Linked DNA regions of Oryctolagus cuniculus: region 2 is linked to region 1. The links are chromatin contacts, called in public Hi-C maps. All regions are on one chromosome and are shown on one strand. Each heading gives the region's core, a stretch centred on a gene start, on an enhancer-like site or on the middle of the called end of the contact. The rest is flanking DNA. Distances are from core to core; before and after follow the strand shown.

Evidence for each region. Hi-C and Micro-C count contacts between places; a contact is called where the count stands out from the background.
Region 2: a Hi-C map of embryonic fibroblasts shows a contact between it and region 1, with 2.8 times the contacts expected there. The contact joins two enhancer-like sites. A contact is called at or near these places in 3 of 6 Hi-C or Micro-C datasets (ear pinna, embryonic fibroblasts and an unstated tissue).

What each region holds. Positions count from the first base shown.
Region 1 is chr16:24,490,229-24,494,956 of mOryCun1.1, reverse strand. The region is part of intron 1 of BMPER (BMP binding endothelial regulator); the gene reads right to left. Among named protein-coding and RNA genes, the nearest start is that of BMPER, 39 kb to the right of the region's middle. Within about 2 kb of position 2,781, at least 1 of the 8 cell types and tissues checked has an H3K27ac peak or open chromatin away from gene starts, as enhancers often do.
Region 2 is chr16:24,648,732-24,653,459 of mOryCun1.1, reverse strand. The region is part of intron 3 of BMPER (BMP binding endothelial regulator); the gene reads right to left. Among named protein-coding and RNA genes, the nearest start is that of BMPER, 200 kb to the right of the region's middle. Within about 2 kb of position 2,704, at least 1 of the 8 cell types and tissues checked has an H3K27ac peak or open chromatin away from gene starts, as enhancers often do.

The sequences.
Region 1 (4,728 bases), core at 1,532-4,031:
AAATATAAATTTCCAAAGTACAGTTTATGGATTACAATGGCTTCCCCCCTCTCAAAACTTCCCTCCCACTCGCACCCCTCCCATCTCCTGCTCCCTCTCCCATTCCATTCACATCAAGATTCATTTTCAATTATAAGATGGCCTTTGTCTTACTGCTGTACCACCTAAGTGTACATCCAATACAGTCCAAGGAAGACACCACCAACACTTTCTTTTCTCTTTTTTAAAAGATTTATTTATTTATTTGAAAGGCAGAGAGTTCCAGAGAGGCAGAGGCAGAGGCAGAGAGAGAGAGAGGGAGAGAGAGAGAGAGAGAGAGAGAGAGAGAGAGAGAGAGCAGTCTTCCATCCACTTTCAAAATAGCCAGGAGCCAGGAGATTCTTCTAGTCTCTCACATGGGTATAGGGGCACAAGGACTTGGGCCATCTTCTACTGCTTTCCCAGGCCATAGCAGAGAGCTGGATCGGAAGTGGAGCAGCTGGGACTCAAATCAGCACCCCTATCGGATAACGGTACTGCAGGTGTTGGTTTTACCCACTAAACCACAGTGCCAGCCCCACCCACACTTTTCTAAGTAACCTCCAACCGTCTTCACCTGTATAGTCCCTCATTCCAACATTGTCTCCTTCTGTGTCTGACTCACCAGTGAGCTGCCTCCTGATGAGGGAGAAGTCATGCTGCACCTTCTCCAGGATGAGTCTGGCTTATCAAATCCAGGGTGAGCTGCTCCACTTGGCAGCACTGCGGCACTGGCTGCACAGTACAGGGATGCCACAGCACACACTACTGTAGCTGCTGCGGACCCCAGGTGAGACTCACAACAAGATTCCTCTCCTGACATTCACTCAGCTCCAGGATGGAGGCCTGGGATGCTGACTTTCTGATGGATTTTGATTCTCTCTTTGTTTGCTGACCTATTTCTCTTTTTAAGACATGAGAAACTAGAGTGCATCTGATCCTGAGAGGGATGCCATAGAGGGGAGAAGCTAAGGTGAGGGAGAAGAGGGCCTGTCAACCTCAAAGAGGCCTCTGAGAAGGCAACAGAGGTGGATGTGGGCATGTTTTCTCCAGGGTTGTTGGCAGCAGGAAGGGGAGGATGGGTGTGCATGCAGGTATGGCAATGGGCTCAGTAGGAGACTCCAGCTGGTAGCTCCTCCGTGAGGCTGAAAGTCAGGCAGGATGACTGTGGAGCCAAGTTTTGAAAAGAATACAATAATCTCCCCCTTACTTATGATCTTGCTTTTCTAACAGTTTCAACTACTCGTGATCAATTGTGGTCTGAAAATATTAAATATTAAATGGAAAATTCAGAAATAAACCATTCATAGGTTTGAAATGGAATGCTTTTCTGATAAGGCTATGAAATTTCATGCCATCCCACTCTCCTTTCTAGGACACAAATCACTCCTTTGTCCAGTGTATCCATGCTGTACATGGCTCGTGCCCATCTCAATCAACAAATCAATTGTTATGGTATTGTAATGCTTCCAATATAGGGTTTGGACTAGTTGAGGTTTCAGACCCCCCCACTGGGGGTCTTGTAATCTATTCACCATTGTTTTATACAGAAGGAATGGAGTAAGCATTGTGGAGAAGGCAGAGTAAGTGCTCCAGAAAAATGAAGTAGGCTTGCTGCCACCCCATAAGGATCCCTGTTAGCATTGCTGTTCTAGAATTTATGACATTAGGAAGTTAAGCAGTTGTGCAAATTAGATGCAGAAGGGGCACACTGGGTTAATCCAAGGTTCAAATTGTGTTAATTCCATTTTATAAAGACAGGAATGAATATGAACATGTTGTACATGTAATAGATGCATTTTATGAAATGTGTACTGAACAATAAGGAAATAAAGACAGGAGACAGGAGGCAGGTGTCATGAGTAATGAGAAAGTATGTGTATGGGGGCGAGTCAGCATTCTTAATGGATTCTAAGAGTATTACAGTATGTGTCTGTAGGAGGTTGGGAAATGTTAAATAAATTACTGGAAAGGGCAAGAGCCAAGCTGGAGGGTGGGATGTTGTCTTCTATTGAGAAGTTCCAGGAGATGACAAGGACCCAGATGTGACTGACCCTGGGCATGGGCGCTGAGTTGGATGGAGGAGAAACAGACAGCAACTCAAGTCAAGGGACTAAGAGAACAATGAATGGGTTAGTCTCGACAGCCATTCCTGTGAAGCTATCACAGTAACCTAAGTGGAAATTCTACCACAAACTACTACAGAGGTGTTGGTAGTGGATTAGAATGTGAGACGTCCGAGATCGCATAACATAGAGAACCTGCCCTCTGCTCTCTGTGAGCTGTGATTTGAAAAGAGAACCTGAATCAACTCTCCCTTTTAAAGAAGAAAGTTTTATTTCTCAGTGTAGAAAATTTCGAAAACAAAGGAGAGGAAAAAGAAACAGAGAAAAATGGAAAACTCCATAGTCTATACTCAAAACATCACCTCAGAAGAAATTTAGTGTATATAATTCCAGCATGTATATGTACACCTGTGCACATTTTAAGAAAATCAAGCCATCCTGTATATACTGTCTGGAAACATGCTTGTCTCATCCAACTAATTCCAAATGTACTTGTGGGTCAGTAAAAATCACCCACCATGCCTTTTTAGTTTTTTTCAATATGATTGTTGGTGCCTACCCTCTTTTAGGGGAAGTACAATTTGTAAAATCCCCTATTTTCTCATTTCTAGATACCAGAAACAACACAGTGAGGAACGTCTGTAACTACATGCTGGACACACCCATGATTATTTCCTTCACAGCATTTCCTAGAGAGAGACTTCCTCATGGCTATACGTGTCTGGATGTGTTCTTATCCTGCCAACCTGCCATGCAAGAAGGTTGTATCAATTTAGTAACATGAGACCTGCGGGTTTCTACACACCCTCACAGGTAAGAGGCGTCATTATTCTCCTGATTCCTCTTTGTAATGGTTGCCAATCTGATAGCTGGGAAGTGGCTCTGCATTTGCATTTGCACTTTGTGCTAGTCCGTGACGGTAACATCTTCTTGTACAGATGCAATCATGGCACCATCTTTTCTTCAAACAGCTTGCCAACTTGAACTTTGGAGTTTGATCCAACATTCACTGAAGGACCTTCTAAAGAGTCCCACAAAATGTGTTAGTTGCAAGATTTAGGGAGTTGTTTGTTTCAGTAGTTATCTTATGCTAATTAATGTATTCATTTTTTTCTGTTTTTAAAGAAGAAAATATAAGCCCCTCTAATCTTTTTACTAATCACCAGGGAAATACAGATGTGTGGAGATTTTTAGAATTATCAAATTCTTGAACAATGTTTCCCAAAGGAAAGTTTGTGGAACACTAGTTCCCCCAGAAAGTACATAGAAAAATGTAGAAAAGGAGGTTCTATGTCTTAGTAACACTAAGGAGTACAGAATTCAAGGAAATGACCTCCTTGCTGCAGGACTTCTCAGGATCTTTAACATACAGTTTATACTCTCCTTTTCCACAAGGGGGCACCATTGAGCAGATGTGTCTCCACCCACAAGAATGAAGAAGGAAATCAGCAGGGAACAAGAACCAGCTGCTCACAGGGAGGAGCTCTGTACCTCTGAGATCCTACTGCACTGAGACCCTGCCCTGGTCTACAGTGATTCTGCCTACAGCAGATCTGCTAATGACTCCTCTCGCCTCCCAGGAGAGGACCCACTCTAGGGTTTACTGTTCCATCATCTGCACCATCAAATCCACTGAGGTATTAGCAGTGCCACCTCACCCAGGTAGAGCAAGGCCCCTCTCACTTCTGAGCTCCTGATAAGAGCAACCATCATGGCCTCTTTCCCAAAAAAGGCAACAGAGCAGAGTCCATGATTATACTACTGATAGGGTGCAGCTGAGTAGCTGATCCGGGACAGCTATCGAGAAGGATGGCGAAAGTCATGCTGGGTAGGGCACGAAATGAAAGACTGAGGAAGGACAACGAAGGCCACAAGAATATGAAGGAAACCAAACCAGCAAGGCAAGCATTTGGAGAATGTGCTTAGTGGCAGTCCCGAGGTGCACAGGACACCTTGTCCAACTTTCAGACGAGCACGTTCGCAGCCAACTCTCTTCAAGCCTCCTGGCACAGAGTTCATATTTGCATGGATTTCTGAAGGGACGTTTGTCTGAGTTTGCTCTGAATCACATTCAGCCGACCATTCTGATGCCACAGCTGTCAAGGCTCAAGTCCAACTCTAAGCTACATCACCTGTTCCTGTCTAAAACCTGAGATTCCATGCAGAGCACAGAGCTGTAACACATAAGGTTGCCTGCAAGACACTTTTCAGATGCATTCTATGGTTCTAACTTCCTTTGAGAGATGATTTCTGGAACCAGTACTTGGAGAGTTCTTTGTCCGTTCCAAACAAAAAGAGACAACATGAATCCAAGAAAGAAAGCAGAATGAAGCCTAGCGTTGGCGGTGCTCAACAACGACTCACACCCTTGACACATGAATGCAGTGGAAATTTTGGCTGGCATTAGAGAAATCATCTAGTACCTATGGCCCTGGACTGCTTCTTGAGTACTTGACCATTGACTTTCTAGGTATATCTCAGAAAACTAAATGTCCAGGATGAAAATGTATCCCTGGTCTGTCTTTACTTCTCAGAGTCAAACACAGCATTGCTCTGGTCATGAGACCAGCCTCTGCCAAGGGTAACCAGAGCCTAGAAAGGCTGCTGGGCTCCACAGAGAGATGAAAGAGCTCTGTTTCCTTTA
Region 2 (4,728 bases), core at 1,455-3,954, 160 kb before region 1:
TAATAGCCACTCAACAGTCCCATGTGTCTTACTCCAGGACTGTGACTTCCTATTCCGTTTATACAGCGGTGTGTGTGCTGTCATTACTGTAAGATGACTGAAATCCTTTATGCATGGATAAAGTGAGTAAATACAAGGAAATCTGGAATGAAAGAATATAACCATTCAGTTGTCACTGCTCAGAGCAGCCTCCCTCAGCTTGAACAAGTCATCGGCTGCTGTTGTTCTGAAGAATTCCCTGGTTGGTGTTAACAAGAATGAAATCCAAGCAGTCCAGACTCAAGCTATCCCCACTCCACCCAGGTAAGGGCTGATAGCCAGGAGAGGAAGTAGGCAGAGATCAAGGTAATGGTTCTAGTGACTAAATCAGAAAAGGAACTGTAGGTAGCTTTGCTGGGGAGCCCCAGGGCTGGCACTGCAAGATAAACACTATAGACCGTCTGCAGATGGCTGAGCAACAGGACCCCACCCAGGGCAGCCTCTCTACCCAGTAGCCTCTCAGTCACTGCCACCATGGAGTTATCAGGAAATTTGTGATAATTCTTCTTATTGATCATCTCTATTGATTTAGTCTATGATGAAAAGATACTGCAGACACATTAAGTAGCTATTATAGGCAAATTGTCTCTTAATGAATTGCACCAAACAGACAGGATTTTACATTTAACCCTAACTGGGGCTTGGACTCCACAGGTACTGAATGGCCATCGGAGCCTGGATGCTCGTGTAAAAACCCAGCTGATTGGACATTTCACCATGGAGCTTTTCCCCTTTACTACTGAGGTGTGCCAAAGACCTGCCCAAATGTATGTGCTGAACCAGAATAGGTCCATAAATCTCATTAGGATAAGAGAAAAAAACATTGCCATAAAAACCACTCAACAACCAGTCCTGTGATTCCATTTCAAAAGCATGCAAATTGGCCATTTTTCCTAATTTTAAATACTTGCCAGTTAATCGTTATATTTTAAAATAATCCTTGTATTTCAAAAGGGAGGGGGGACATTCATTTTGGATTATCTCACATCTTAAAACCATATTGTTGTCTTTAAAAGGGGACAAGAGAGGCCGGCATTGTGGCACAGCTGATTAAGACACCCCCTGAGGTGCACCTGTTCCAGTTCCTGCAGGTCCACTTCTGATCCAGCTCCCTGATAATGGCCTGAGGAAAGCAGTGGGGTCCAGCGCTGTGGCTTAGCGGGTAAAGCCACCGCCTGTAGTGCCAGCATCCCATATGGGCGCCAGTTCAAGTTCCAGCTGTTCCATTTCCGATCCAGCTCTCTGCTATGATGACCCAAGTCCTTGGGCCCCTGCACCAGCATGGGAGACCTGGAGGAAGCTCCTGGTTCCTGGATTCAGATGGGCTTAGCTCTCACCGTTGCTGCCCATTGGGATGGAAGACACCTCTCTCTCTCTCTCTCTCTCTCTGCCTCTCCTCCTCTCTCTGTGTAACTCTTTCAAATAAATAAATAAATCTTAAAAAAAAAAAAAAAAAAGAAAAGCAGTGGAAGATGGTCCAGGTCCTTAGACCCCTGCCACCCATGTGTAAGACCTGTGTGAAGCTCCTGGCTCCTGGTTTCAGCTCGGCTCAGCCCTGGCCATTGCGTCCATTTAGGAAGTGGACTGGTAAAAAGAGAATTCTCTCTCTCTCTGTCTCTCACTCTCTCCCCTTGTCTCTGTAACTCTGCCTTTTAAACAAATAAGTAAATCTTTAAAAAATGAGGCTAGAAGAAAGCAGGACTTCTGTGCCTTGTTAAAGAACGTGTTTCTTCCCCCTTCATGTGGGATTCTGTTTTTGTTTTCTTAAAAACCAGGCCAAATTTGAGTGTGTGTGTGTGTGTGTGTGTCAGCATGTGTGCACATGTGTGCCTGAATTTTGGAAAAAACTGTATTCAGAAGAATGCCTGGAAGCTTAAATATAATATGCCAAGTTTTAGCCAGCAGCAACATTTTCCAGCTCTGTTATCACATCCCCCCAAGAGGGCTTGAGTTGGAAGTCACTTCATGGCAGTGCTAGCAGACTGTTAGAGTACTCTATTACCAGAAGCAAAGCTTTGGCTATTATAATTTTATAATAGAATGGGCAGAAATTGCAGGGTTTTTTTTAATGCTATCTCTGTTGGGAAAATGCTCATTTGCCAAACTCCTGAAAGTTGTAATTTCAACAGTTTGGCAGAAAAAAAAAAAAACTATGTTTTTGGAATGAATTATGACTACAGGCAATGAATACAGAGGCCAATGTCCCAATTGTACTTGAATTTTAGTTTCAAGGAGAGCAATCATTTAGGGCTGGTCACATGATAAAACTACATTTTCCTTGCACAATATACGGGAAACAGAGTAGCCCTTCCAGCTCACACTGGCCAATGCTCCAGAGTTCTTTTGGTACACATTCAAAGGAGGGTCTGTGTCCAAGTCTACAGAACCCAGGCTGCTGCTCAGATTACATATACTAAGCAGTGACCATAGGCTAGGTTCTGGGCTCGTAGCTTTGATCCTTCTGATTTCTGGATTCCCAAAAGAGGCTTTATCTTGAGTCTGTTCTGCCTCCTGGTTACTAGATGGCTGCTTGTGGGACTCAGAATCCATGCACTCCCTGATTCCCACCCAGCAGGAGAAACATGAAAAGAGAGGGGAAGAGGCATGGTAAGGACGCTGTCTCCCAACACAGAGAGCAAACCATTCCTCTTGGTGTGACTGGGTCAACACAATTGTGTGCCCTATAAAAAACAACTGCAGATGCCGGGGAAGGACCCTGGACTGCTTGACTCCTGAGGAGCTGGAGACAATGTAGACACCTAGATCAAACTGGGGTTCTATTTAGAGGTAAAGAAGTGGACAGGAGGTGGACAAAGGTGTCTGCCACATAGTCTGTTTTTAAGATTTATTTAATCACTCATTTGAAAGGGAGAGAGAGAGAGAGAGAGAGAACATGTACTTCTGTCTGCCGGTTCACTCCCCAAATGGCCACAACAGCCAATCCCTGAAGCCAGGAGCCAGGAATTCCATCCAGGTCTCCCACATGGGTGACAGGGGCTCAAGTACTTGGGCTACCTTCTGCCAGGTGCATTGTGAGGAAGCCAGCTTGAAAGCAGGTTGTTGGGACTCAAACTGGCAGTGCGATGTGGGATGCTGGCGTCACAGACAGTGGCTAAACTGGTTATACCACAATGCTGGACCTTGCTACCCAGTCTAAATTAGTGCTTATATTCCTACATAGCACGTATGACTTGGGTTAATAAAAGAATTGGGACTTACAAGTAGTAACAGGAGTGGCCAAGTTTGTGCAGGTGGAATATAGTGAAGTCTGATTGTCCATGACATTAACCTCATCACTTCACTGCCTCCTTTTGGTAGGAATGTTATGGAGCTGTGATTCCAATATTTTCCTTCATATCATCTATGCCACAAAAAATGTCATTTTTTCCATTAGTAATATCGATAGTGAAGAACTGCAGACCAATGGGATGTAAGCAATGAACTCAGTTGTCTAATACTGCCTTTCCTCATTTTTTGCTACAGCTCAAAACATAATGCTTATCCCCTAACAATTATGACTACAGGCAACAAATAATAATAAGGAATGTCAGGGCTGGCATTCTAGTATAGTGGGTAAAGCCACTGCCTGAAATTCTGGCATCCAATATGGGTGCTGGTTCAAGTCTCAGCTGTTCTAGTTCCTATACAGCTCCCTGCTAATGTGCCTGGGAAAGTGCTGGAAAATGCCCCAAGTACTTGGACACCTGCAACAACATGGGAGTCCTGGAAGAAGCTCCTGGCTCCTAGCTTTGGATTGGCCCAAGTTGCAGCCACTTGGGGAGTGAACCAGCAGATGGAAGACCCCTCTCTATGTTTCCCTCTCTCTGTCTGTAACTCTACCTCTCAAACAAATAAATAAATCTTTTTTAAAAAAAGAAAAAAAAAAAACAGAATTTAGGGGAAAACAAGGTAACAGCTTAATATGGTTTAGTTTGAATAATTTTGGGAGACTTTTTTTATATTTATATTTCATTTTATTTAATGAACATAAATTTCCAAAGTACAGCTTATGGATTACAATAGCTTCCCCCCCATAACTTCCCTCCCACCCACAACACTCCCCTCTCCCACTCCCTCTTCTCCTTCCATTCACATCAAGATTTTCAATTATCTTTATATAGAGAAGATCAATTCAGTATATATTAAGTAAAGATTTCAACAGTTTGCACCCACACAGAAACACAAAGTGTAAAATACTATTTGAGTACTAGTTATAGCATTAATTAAACACCTAAGAGTAATTGTGTATTAATTACAGAGTTCAACCAATAGTTTTAAGTAGAACATAAAAAATACTAAAAGGGTAAAGTATTAAGTTCTTTTTTTTCTGTTTTTTTTTTTGTTTGTTTGTTTGTAATATAGTTTTTTTTTTATTTAATAAATGTGAATTTACAAAGTGCAGCTTTTGTATTGTTGTGGCTTCCCCCCACAACCTCCCTCCCTCCCGTGGCCCTCCCCTCTCCCACTCCCTCTCCATCCCGCCCTTTATCGAGTTTCATTTTCAATTACCTTCATATACTGAAGATCAACTTAGTATATACTAAGCAAGGATTTCAACAGGCTGCACTCACACAACCACACAAGGTATAGGGTATTGTTCGACTAGTAGTGTTGTTTTTAAGTTTCATAGTAGAACACATTAAGGACAGAGATCCTACGTGGGGAGCATGTACCCAGTGACTCCCGTTG